Linked DNA regions of Mus musculus: region 2 is linked to region 1. The links are chromatin contacts, called in public HiChIP or PLAC-seq maps. All regions are on one chromosome and are shown on one strand. The core of a region is the stretch at or near the end of the contact, and the rest is flanking DNA. Distances in the headings are between cores, read along the strand shown.

What was found. HiChIP or PLAC-seq counts read pairs in DNA pulled down with a chosen protein or histone mark.
Region 2: an H3K27ac HiChIP or PLAC-seq map of extraembryonic endoderm stem cells shows a contact between it and region 1, with 6 times the contacts expected there. The contact joins two enhancer-like sites. A contact is called at or near these places in 4 of 115 datasets of contacts at active chromatin or transcription factors (cardiomyocytes, differentiating embryonic stem cells, embryonic stem cells and 1 more).

Annotation. Positions count from the first base shown.
Region 1 is chr1:72,926,672-72,931,049 of GRCm38.p6, forward strand. No RefSeq gene overlaps it. Among named protein-coding and RNA genes, the nearest start is that of Gm51633, 8.0 kb to the right of the region's middle. Within about 2 kb of position 2,995, at least 23 of the 459 cell types and tissues checked have an H3K27ac peak or open chromatin away from gene starts, as enhancers often do. A contact at or near this core is called in extraembryonic endoderm stem cells, where this site is marked.
Region 2 is chr1:73,680,887-73,685,849 of GRCm38.p6, forward strand. All of the region lies in intron 6 of 6030407O03Rik (RIKEN cDNA 6030407O03 gene), which reads right to left. Among named protein-coding and RNA genes, the nearest start is that of Gm29183, 140 kb to the right of the region's middle. Within about 2 kb of position 2,170, at least 24 of the 459 cell types and tissues checked have an H3K27ac peak or open chromatin away from gene starts, as enhancers often do. A contact at or near this core is called in extraembryonic endoderm stem cells, where this site is marked.

The DNA of each region.
Region 1 (4,378 bases), core at 1,745-4,244:
AATGACTCAACACAGCCTAGATGAAATCGTCTCTGTCCAGCCAGTGATGATGTCTAAAAGTTTCATAGGCCCCATGAAGTCACCCCCATATCCCCTGTCATCTCACACCACTCATACGTCATCTCACCCCTATCCCCACCTCCTTGCCCTGCCTATATAAGCAAATTGCTGCCACATTAAAGCAAGTTCCTGTTTCAACAAAGCACCCAGCCTGTTGTGGTTCTTCTCCGGTTGCCGACACTCACCATCCCGCTCAGCCCTGGAGAGAACCAGTGGGTCCAGGCTTCTCTCCTCATAGTGAAGTGTCAGCAAAGAGCAGACACATGCTTCCAGCATGTGAGCTTTTAGAAGCCAAAGCACATCTAAACATAGCAATATGCCACACCTTTTATGAAATTAGTTTAAAGAGTCAAGTCCTTGCCCCTATAGCAGGTATGTCTCATTTGCCAACCTCTCAGGGCTTGGAAAACACCACACCTTTCCAAATTGTGGTACCCATTGTTCAGTGGGGGTCCTTACTATAATGCTTCTCTATTGCTTTGTCTTCCCATCCACAACCCTGGGCCCATCTGCTTATCCATAGTCAGGAGGACAATTCCCCGTGGGAAGCTGGGTAAAGGAAGACCCTGGTAACTCAGTTACTGGAAGCTGACTCAGGAAGGGCTCTCCACAAAACTTAGAGGATGAGCACCAACTACTGATGGCGCCGGTCCATCCTTCTAATTACTATTTTAAAACTGTGAAAAAGAATTCTCCATGCTTCTCTCAGCACTATAGGTATCTGTCTCCCAAGAGAGATGTCTTACCTGCCCCCCCTCCCATTGACATTTGTGGTTCCATAACACGTCTTTGTCTTTGGGTTCTAAAGGCCACAGCAAGATTGTGTCAAAGCAAGCAGTGGCTTGTCCCACTAAGTCCTACAGGGCTGGATGCTTTCTTTTTTCCCATTCAGCCGTTGGTAGCTGATATCTTTATGGAGCCTGGAGAGTGAGAAAGGGTGGACTTCTCTCCATCTTGGTCCTTATAAGTTCATCCCAGTCTCATGGACTGTAGAAGAGGTACTGAATGGCAGGATGTGTGAGCCCTCCAGTCTAAGGCTGGAAGAGTTCTCTCCTCAGAGACCTTCTTCACAGTTTTGACGATCACCTCTCCAGCAGTCATTCTCTCAACAAAGCAATACCTGCCTCACCCAAGAACACCTTTCCCTTATTTAGGCAACATGCTCTTCTGCACATGTTACAGCCAAGGTCTATTTTGGCATCATACTATAGAGAATAGAAAGCTAGAAGGTGAGTTTTGGCAGAAACAATACACTAACCAACTCTAGCTAATAGTTAAATTTATAAGTTCCCAAGCCTTAAAGAAGGGTAAGACTGAAAAGAAAAATTTTTTTACGACTCCTTCAGTGCAACCTACTTGGAACATGCCCAGACCAGAGGAAGCAAGGTAGAGAGACTGTGGATGTTCAAGACACAGTATGGTATGGTTCTGGGACATGGGATCATCTATGAGTTTATTTTACAGAGGAAATTGGGACTTGAAGGACAGATCCATTAAGTATCGTCAAACACTAAGTGCTTTTGTTAGGAGTCACATTTGTATCTCTTGGCATCTAGGAAGAACTGACCATAATTTACCCGAGACAGAAAGATCCAGGAACTTTCATCGTTTATAATTTAACTTACGAGTCTGTACAGCTTCAGTTTTCATTGCTCTTATTTTATTTGGATCATAAAGACTGCCTTCTGTGTTGTATTTGGACATGGTCTTGAAGGAGCTCAAACCAGGTGACTTCAGTCTTCTCTTCCTGGCCATGAATCATATTGAAGGTTTTCAACATTCTGTCCATGAATTTGGCTTCATCTTAGAAGAAGCCTCCAAAGAAAGAATGTGTATAACATGGAGAAATGTGTGTGGGGTGAGATGAGGGAGAGGTGGCACTGTCCTGGAGAAAGTGTGGATCGTAGGGTAATGAGAACAGGAGGCAACACAAGAAAATTCCACTTGAGATGCAATCACCTACATCCCAAGATGCAATCACCCTCATCCTACCCTCAGTTTCATAAGAGATTCCAAATTCTTTGCCTTAGTGTGGTCGTTGGAAGTAGGGCAGGTGGTGTCTTTCCTGGTTACCAGACTTGAATTATACATTTCTTTTTGCATGGAGCATCCCTGGTGGATCTTCTGGCTCCATACTTATTTCCTTTGCCTCTGATTTTTTTTCTTTTTGGAAAAACAATACATCATCTTCTGTATCTTAGGTTAGCCTTAAACTTGTCATGTAGCCTAGGGTAACTTGGAACTTCTGATCCACACGTCTCTACCTCCCCAGTGCTGGGATTACAGGTATGCATCATCTTGTCTGGTTATATAGAGTTAGATATCAAACCCAGGGCTTTCTATAATATACTAGGCAAACACTCTACCAACTGAGCTACATCTCCAGGGCACCTCTGACTTTCCCATGTACATAAATATGAATAGGTACATATACATTTACACACTTACTCTCTTCTAATTTAAGCTGTGACGAGACTGAGTGGTGCCTATGGGTGGGGGACCTATCCAAAGGTACTGTGTAAAGGACAGTCAGGTGATATCAACCTTCTAGTCACCTGAGAAACCAGGAACCCAGTGGCTGCAGAGTTGGACATGGGATAACTGCAGAAGACACTGGTGAATTGCTCTCTTCTTCTTCTAATCTAATCTGAGGGAACAAAGAAGAGAGTGCTAAAGTCCTCCTGCCTTTGACTCCACTCCGAGGATTCTGTTAGGGGAGGGCAGGTGGGCAGACTCCTAAAGAAGGTGGTGTCAAGGTTGTTGAAACTCAGCCAACATGGCTACTACCCTCCTTCTCAGGACTTAAGAGTTACTTCATAATAGAACGAACCCCTGCCTTTTCTGGATCTGGGCCAGAGGACTATCTCCAAATTTGTCTGTGACTCCTGCTCTGTCACCTGTCCTCAGTGCCACAACAGTGTAGTGGCTGGGACTCAGGGGTAGGAGATACCTTCTCGTACCTGAGTTCTTGTTACAGGCTAATCATTCCAATGGCCAGGCTCTTCCCTGGCCTACAGATATTCTAAATGCCTGGTTTCCTGTACTTATGTGCTTAGTGATCTGAGCAAGGAGGCCAGATTTTTGATCCATTTGCAAAAACCATCTATTCTTGCTCAGGTCTGTAGCCCTTGGCTGCTGTTCCTGGGCTTGGCAGTAACTTTGGTAACTATGTGTGGCCAGTTGCAATGGCAACGATAGCTAATGTTTACGGAGCACTTGATAGGCATCAGGCGCTGTCTGAACAATCCCTGTGCTAACTCAGCCTTCAGCTCTGTTCCACAGGGGCAGTTATATATTAGCTATTTTGCAGATGAAGAGGCTGAAAGGCTCTTGCCCAAGGTCTCCTAAGCCAAGAGCGAGCAGAGACTGCTTCTGAATGTAAGCCAATAGGACTCCAGAGGCCACTCAACCCTGGAGCCCAAAGCTACTATTGTTCTGAGAGAGTGGGGAAAACTCAAGGGAACCTGACCCCAGTATCAGGAAAGGGGTTTGGAGGCCCTGCGGGTGTACCAGGCCACCATCTTGAAGCAGACACATGGCTCATCTGTGTGTTCCCAGTTATCAGTGTGAAGCCCAGCTCCAAGCACAGGAGGCTTGGTTGATTGGCTGTCTTATTGGGTTGGTAAGCACTTGTTACACAGAGTTCCTAGCATTCACAAAGGGATAGGAGGTCTAATGTACTCTATACAAAAGAAGCTGTCTGTGGAGGATGCTCAGCATGGAGCAGGGGTTCTGCCTACCCTTTCTTCCTTATATATTTTTATCATCCTCCTTTTCCAAACACACACATCACTATTCCTATTGTTCTGCCCAAGGGTGTTTCTCTCTGATGCTTAGTTCTAACTCACAGTAGATTCTTTCTTCCTCCACGCCTTGGAGTAGCTGGCTTCCTCAACTCATTCTTTGGGACTGTCAAACAATCATGGAGGAACTCCAAGATTTCAGGACAAAGGCTAGAATGTTTCTGTACACACAAATTATGAAAGAAGAAGAAGAAGAAAAAAAAGGAAAACCCTAGCCTGGGTTTTGAGAAGGTTCTCCTGCTGTTATGAATGATAAGAAGCATTCATATTCTTAGCCTTATAGGTTGGGCCAAAGAAGAATGTACAATGTTGGTAGGTAGACTTGTGAGCACAATGGAACCTTGAGAGCTGGTCAAATGACTGTCAACGTGGATGCTTAGTACATCTGGCTTTCTTTTTGCCTGTGCCAGCTTTCACCCCAAACTAGCTGGACTCCATCAAAGGGATCATGGCTGTAAGCAAAGCGACTCCTTTCCAATTTCAGCTGGCATGAGAGCAAACACATTGTCCTGGAG
Region 2 (4,963 bases), core at 920-3,419, 750 kb after region 1:
AAAGAAAGATCAAGAAGATGGAATTTTTTAGGACAGAAGAGAGGGAATAGGTGTGTGGAGTTTTTAATCTGAGTAGAAGGGCCAGCAAGTCAATCCAAGCCGTCGTGTACTGATTCAAGAGTGAAGCTCTGCACCTGCCTGAAGAGGGTAAACATTCCATGCCATAGATAAGTGGCCACAACCCTGCATATGGAGCAAGATGCCTAAGTCTTATTCCCATCACTGTGGCTGCCTCTCTGTGGGACTCTACTTCCCTCTGTACAATAGACAACAACAGTTCTTTAGCACAGTTCACTTTAATATAAATTGTAGGGTAAAAGCCATGGTATTTTGTACATCTTAAAAAGCAGGAATGATAATGCCTGAACCAAGATTTACCAATAAATTTAATTAATTAATCAATCAATTAATTTAAATAAAGCAGAAGTCTTCAGTATGGAGCAATGGAACTAGATAAAGGATCAAGAAGAGCAAGCCTGGGGTCTTCTTTGAGGGAGGAAGAGGAGGAGGTGTAGGAAGGAGGACTCAGAAGTAGGAAAGTCATCAAAATCTGAAGCAAGAAGATGTGACAAAGTAATCAACTGTGTCAAGCGGCTTTCTTAAGGAATTGGGTCTGATCTTTTTCACTACTGTGTATCTCCCTGAAGACAAAGAGCAGGCAGCACAGAAAATAAGCATTAGAGAAGAATATGCAAATGACCCGCAAAATCATATATACGTGTGTAAATATATATAATATTACATATTAATATAATATATTATATATGGGGACATTTATTGTGGTAAAGGGAACAGAGGCACTCATCTGTTCCTCTCAGGTGGTTTGCTATGTAATAATGAACATACCTCCCTAGCTACAAGGCAACATTTATCCAAATCTCTAATAACTTGGGTTCAGAGGGTGTGGACTATGGATCCAGTCAGTCTTGTGTAACTGGTTCCAAGGGGGACTGTGGAGGAGGAGTGGGGGTGGCACATCCATCAGCACATAGATTGCCTCCTCCTGCAGCCTGAACTGCCTTGCACCAGTCAAGGACTGAGAAGTTCATTTCAAAAGAATCCCACCTGTCACTTGAAAACCTTTCAGGCCAACAACACCTCAAGCAAACCGCCTCCAACATCAAATACTTGTGGCAAGCCCTTTGAGTGCAAATCCTGGGCTGGACCCTAGGAGAGCTAACAGAAGATAGGGCATTTAAACATGATAAAAGCCAGAAACTAGAATCCAGCTCTCCACCCTGCAGGGAGGATGGTCTCTTTCATAGTGAGGCCTGGGCAGACCCTGTTCTCATCATAAGAATAAACAGAATGCTGAGAGAGCCCAGTTCATTAATTCTGCACCTCAGAGATCAGAATGGACTTTACAAATGAGTTGCCATCTGAAAGACCTGGCTAGCTAGCGAGGATTTTGACATTTTGGAGGAAAGAAAAATGTATTCCAAGCCGAGTGGACAGCATAAGCAAAACTTTGGTGATGGCAAAGCATACTGGACCCAAGGGATATTTGGTGATCTGGGACCCCAGTCAATAGTCAAATGCAAAGTCAAGAAATGCTTTTGAGCAAAGGATTTGGCTTGGTGCAGAGCTATAAATGTCTGGCTGGGGGGGGGGTCGGGGTAGGGTAGAAAGAGAGGAGAAATATTGCTTGGAAAACTTGCAACACCATCTAGAAGTCACCAGAGTTCTATAGGATAAAGAATCCCAGAGTCTGAAAAGAACTCAAGAGAGAAGCAACACGTAATCACCTGCATGCAGAATCCAAGAGTCACCTCCAGGAAGGAGAGAATAGAGAGATGTTTGCCAGAGTCCGGGGGAGGCTCTAGGAGAGGGGATGAAGAGAGAATGGCCAGTGGGTACAATGTTCCAGACAGATATGAGGAATATGTTCTGGGTGCCATTGCGCATCCCAAGAGACTTCACATGGATGTTTCAAGATATCACAGTGTACTCCATAAACTTACACAGTTGTGATGAGTGAAACTATAGTTCAAAGAAAAGGGTGACTTCAAGGTTTTCCAGAACATACCAATTGAGAACACAGCAGGCACAGGACCTGGGGAGTGAATCGAAGAAAAAGAAATTTTTTTTTAACCAAATTGGTTCTGTCACACAAGCTAAGTGCTAAGAGCAACGGAAAAGGAGACTCATCAGCTGTGAGTCACAGGTCTGTGCTGGAGATCAGGGCACTGTGACTTTTACAGGGGTAGAGTGGGTGTTAGATTCCAAAAGTAGCACATAAGGTCAATGTTGAGCCGAGGCAAAGTGGCCTTTAATAGTCCTTGGAGAGATGAAGAACTCCATGATGAGATCCAGCCACACCAGGAGGTAGGATCTGTGGTGCCTACAGAATAGAGTTGTTATCTAAGACCAAATACAGTTAATGTCACAGTCTGTGCTTGGGACCTGGTACAAGAAAAATTAGAAGCCTGTTTCCTATTACCTGTACAGAGAGTAGTGAGTCTCCTCTTTCCTCCCATCCCTCTGCCCTCTCTCTTTTTCTCTCTTATCACACCAGGTAAGTGTTATGAGCAGACGGAAAAAAAAAGACATCAGAGATGAGAGAGAGAACTAAGGAACAGAAACTCTTGTTAAAGGGGGGCACCAATAAAGGGGAGAGCCTTTCAAAGTGCCAAATCTGTAACTAGGAAAGAGGTGTGGAAGAGGCTCATGATGGAGCTGAGACCACAGGGTCAGGGAATATGCTGAAATGTGAAACCGACATGAATGATGACCACAGGAGCTGGGCTAGAAAAGTGAGTGGAAGACAATGAAAGCATTGAGGGACATTCTTCCCAAAGTTTACCCAGGGCTGAAGCAGCGATAAAGAAATAACTAAGGGCTTGTTTGCAAAGTAAGTTATTCATTAATACTAATAGTAACTAACATGTATTGAACATTAACTGTGTGGTTCAGTTAACTCTTGCTGTGCATCAGTCAGAATATTCAGAGACTTGGAGAAGTCAACTAGATATTCTGAAACCTCATGGCTACTCAGTAGCTGAGAACTGGGTAGTGGCCGTTCTGAACATAGGGCATCACTGTCCCCTGTTGAAACAGAAAGGATTCTGGGTGTTCCACTCCTTAAAATACATAAAGCATTAGTGATGGTTGAGATGTTCTATGGTCTTCTTGTTATGCCCAGAACTTTAACTATCACATTTGGAAAGGGTCCTGAAGAGAGTTCACCCAGATAAAGGATTCACAAATCAATTACCTCCTGCCTCCCCCATTCTTCTGTTCATATGTTTGGACACCTAAGAAGACTCTTCCAGGGTGCAGTGACCTACTCTGTACTGATGACTTTCTATCATGTTAGAAACAGGGAACTATATGAAAGAGATGAATTCTGGGCATCTAAATTCACAGAAAGAAGCTATTTCTTCAACAGCTCCCTGTGAGTATACCTGAAATGCGCTGAAGGGCTTGCAGAGGTGAGGAGAGCAAGCAAACACACCGACCTCCCTTTGTCTACACAGTATGAAATAAGTAAATATAACCAAGAAAGAAGGGTAGCGCTTGATAAAGAAACCACGCAAAGGATTTCAGAAGTCAGATCCTAGTATCTCTGATGTTGCAATACATCAGTACATTAGTTACTGAGCAGGTGTTGGGCCAACAGACCATACAGTCCTACTGGGGATACTGCTATGATATAAAGGCACACACGGTCTAATTCAGAAGTCAGAAACCCTGTAAGGGCTGAAATGGCCAAACAGTTGTTGACAGTGGTCAAACAGACACGTAGGACATGACACATGTATGGAGTTGCTCCATATTGAGAGGATGGGGCATTCTAGGAGAAAGGGCACAGGAACATTCTAGAGTGTGGAACTGATAATACAGTTTTACCAGAGAAGGAAACTGTCTTAGTCAGAGTTTCTATTCCTGCACAAATATCATGACCAAGAAGCAAGTTGGGGAGGAAAGGGTTTATTCGGCTTACACTTCCATGCTGCTGTTCATCACCAAAAGGAAGTCAGGACTGGAACTCAAGCAGGTCAGGAAGCAAGAGCTGATTCAGAGGCCATGGAGGGATGTTCTTTACTGGCTTGCCTCTATTGGCTTGCTCAGCCTGCTCTCTTATAAAACCCAAGACTACCAGCCCAGAGATGGTTCCACCCACAAGGGACCTTTCCCTCTTGATCACTAATTGAGAAGATGCCTTACAGCTGGATCTCATGGAGGCATTTCCTCAACTGAAGCTCCTTTCTCTGTGGTAACTCCAGCTGTGTCAAGTTGACACAAAACTAGCCAGTACAGAAACATACATGGAAAAAAATTGTTCTGCGTGCTGAAAATAAGTGGCTAATGAGATAAAATCCTAGAGGAGACAAGCAGACGGTCAATGTCAGGGTAGAGGTCAGGTGAGAGAGCACTCTGCGCTGTGAGCATTGGCAAGGAAGTGAACTGCATGAGAGAGCAAAGGCTGAGAGTGGGCTCGAGAGGGTAGAATATTACCCAGGATTTCATTTTTAACCAAGAGCACACTGGCTTAAAAGATGGAAGTTTACAAAATTCTTTCATAGTCATTTTCTGCATTCATCTACTAAATACCATTTCTTTAAAGAAAAAAAATTAGAGAGATCATATGTCTTTTCTAAGATCCTTGAGTCAAGTGAATGGCTAAGCTGTCCTCAGCTCCAGGACCCTCCCAAGAACCTACGGGTTGCATTTTAGTCTTAGCAGACCTTCCTCACTCGCTCTCACTTACTGTGAAGTGAGCGTTGACTGTCACAGTGATTTTAACACTTTGCCTACTCAGAAGCACAAAGGAGCACAGGCCACAGACCACACCAATACAATCCATACAAAGAGACCACACACACACACACACACACACACACACACACACACACACAATTAGAACAATGCTGTTGATAGTGATTTGAGAGGATCTGCAATTGATCACCCATGTAGCTGCCGAGTTTCCCTATGGTTTTCCTAGTAAACACATCTTCTCCCT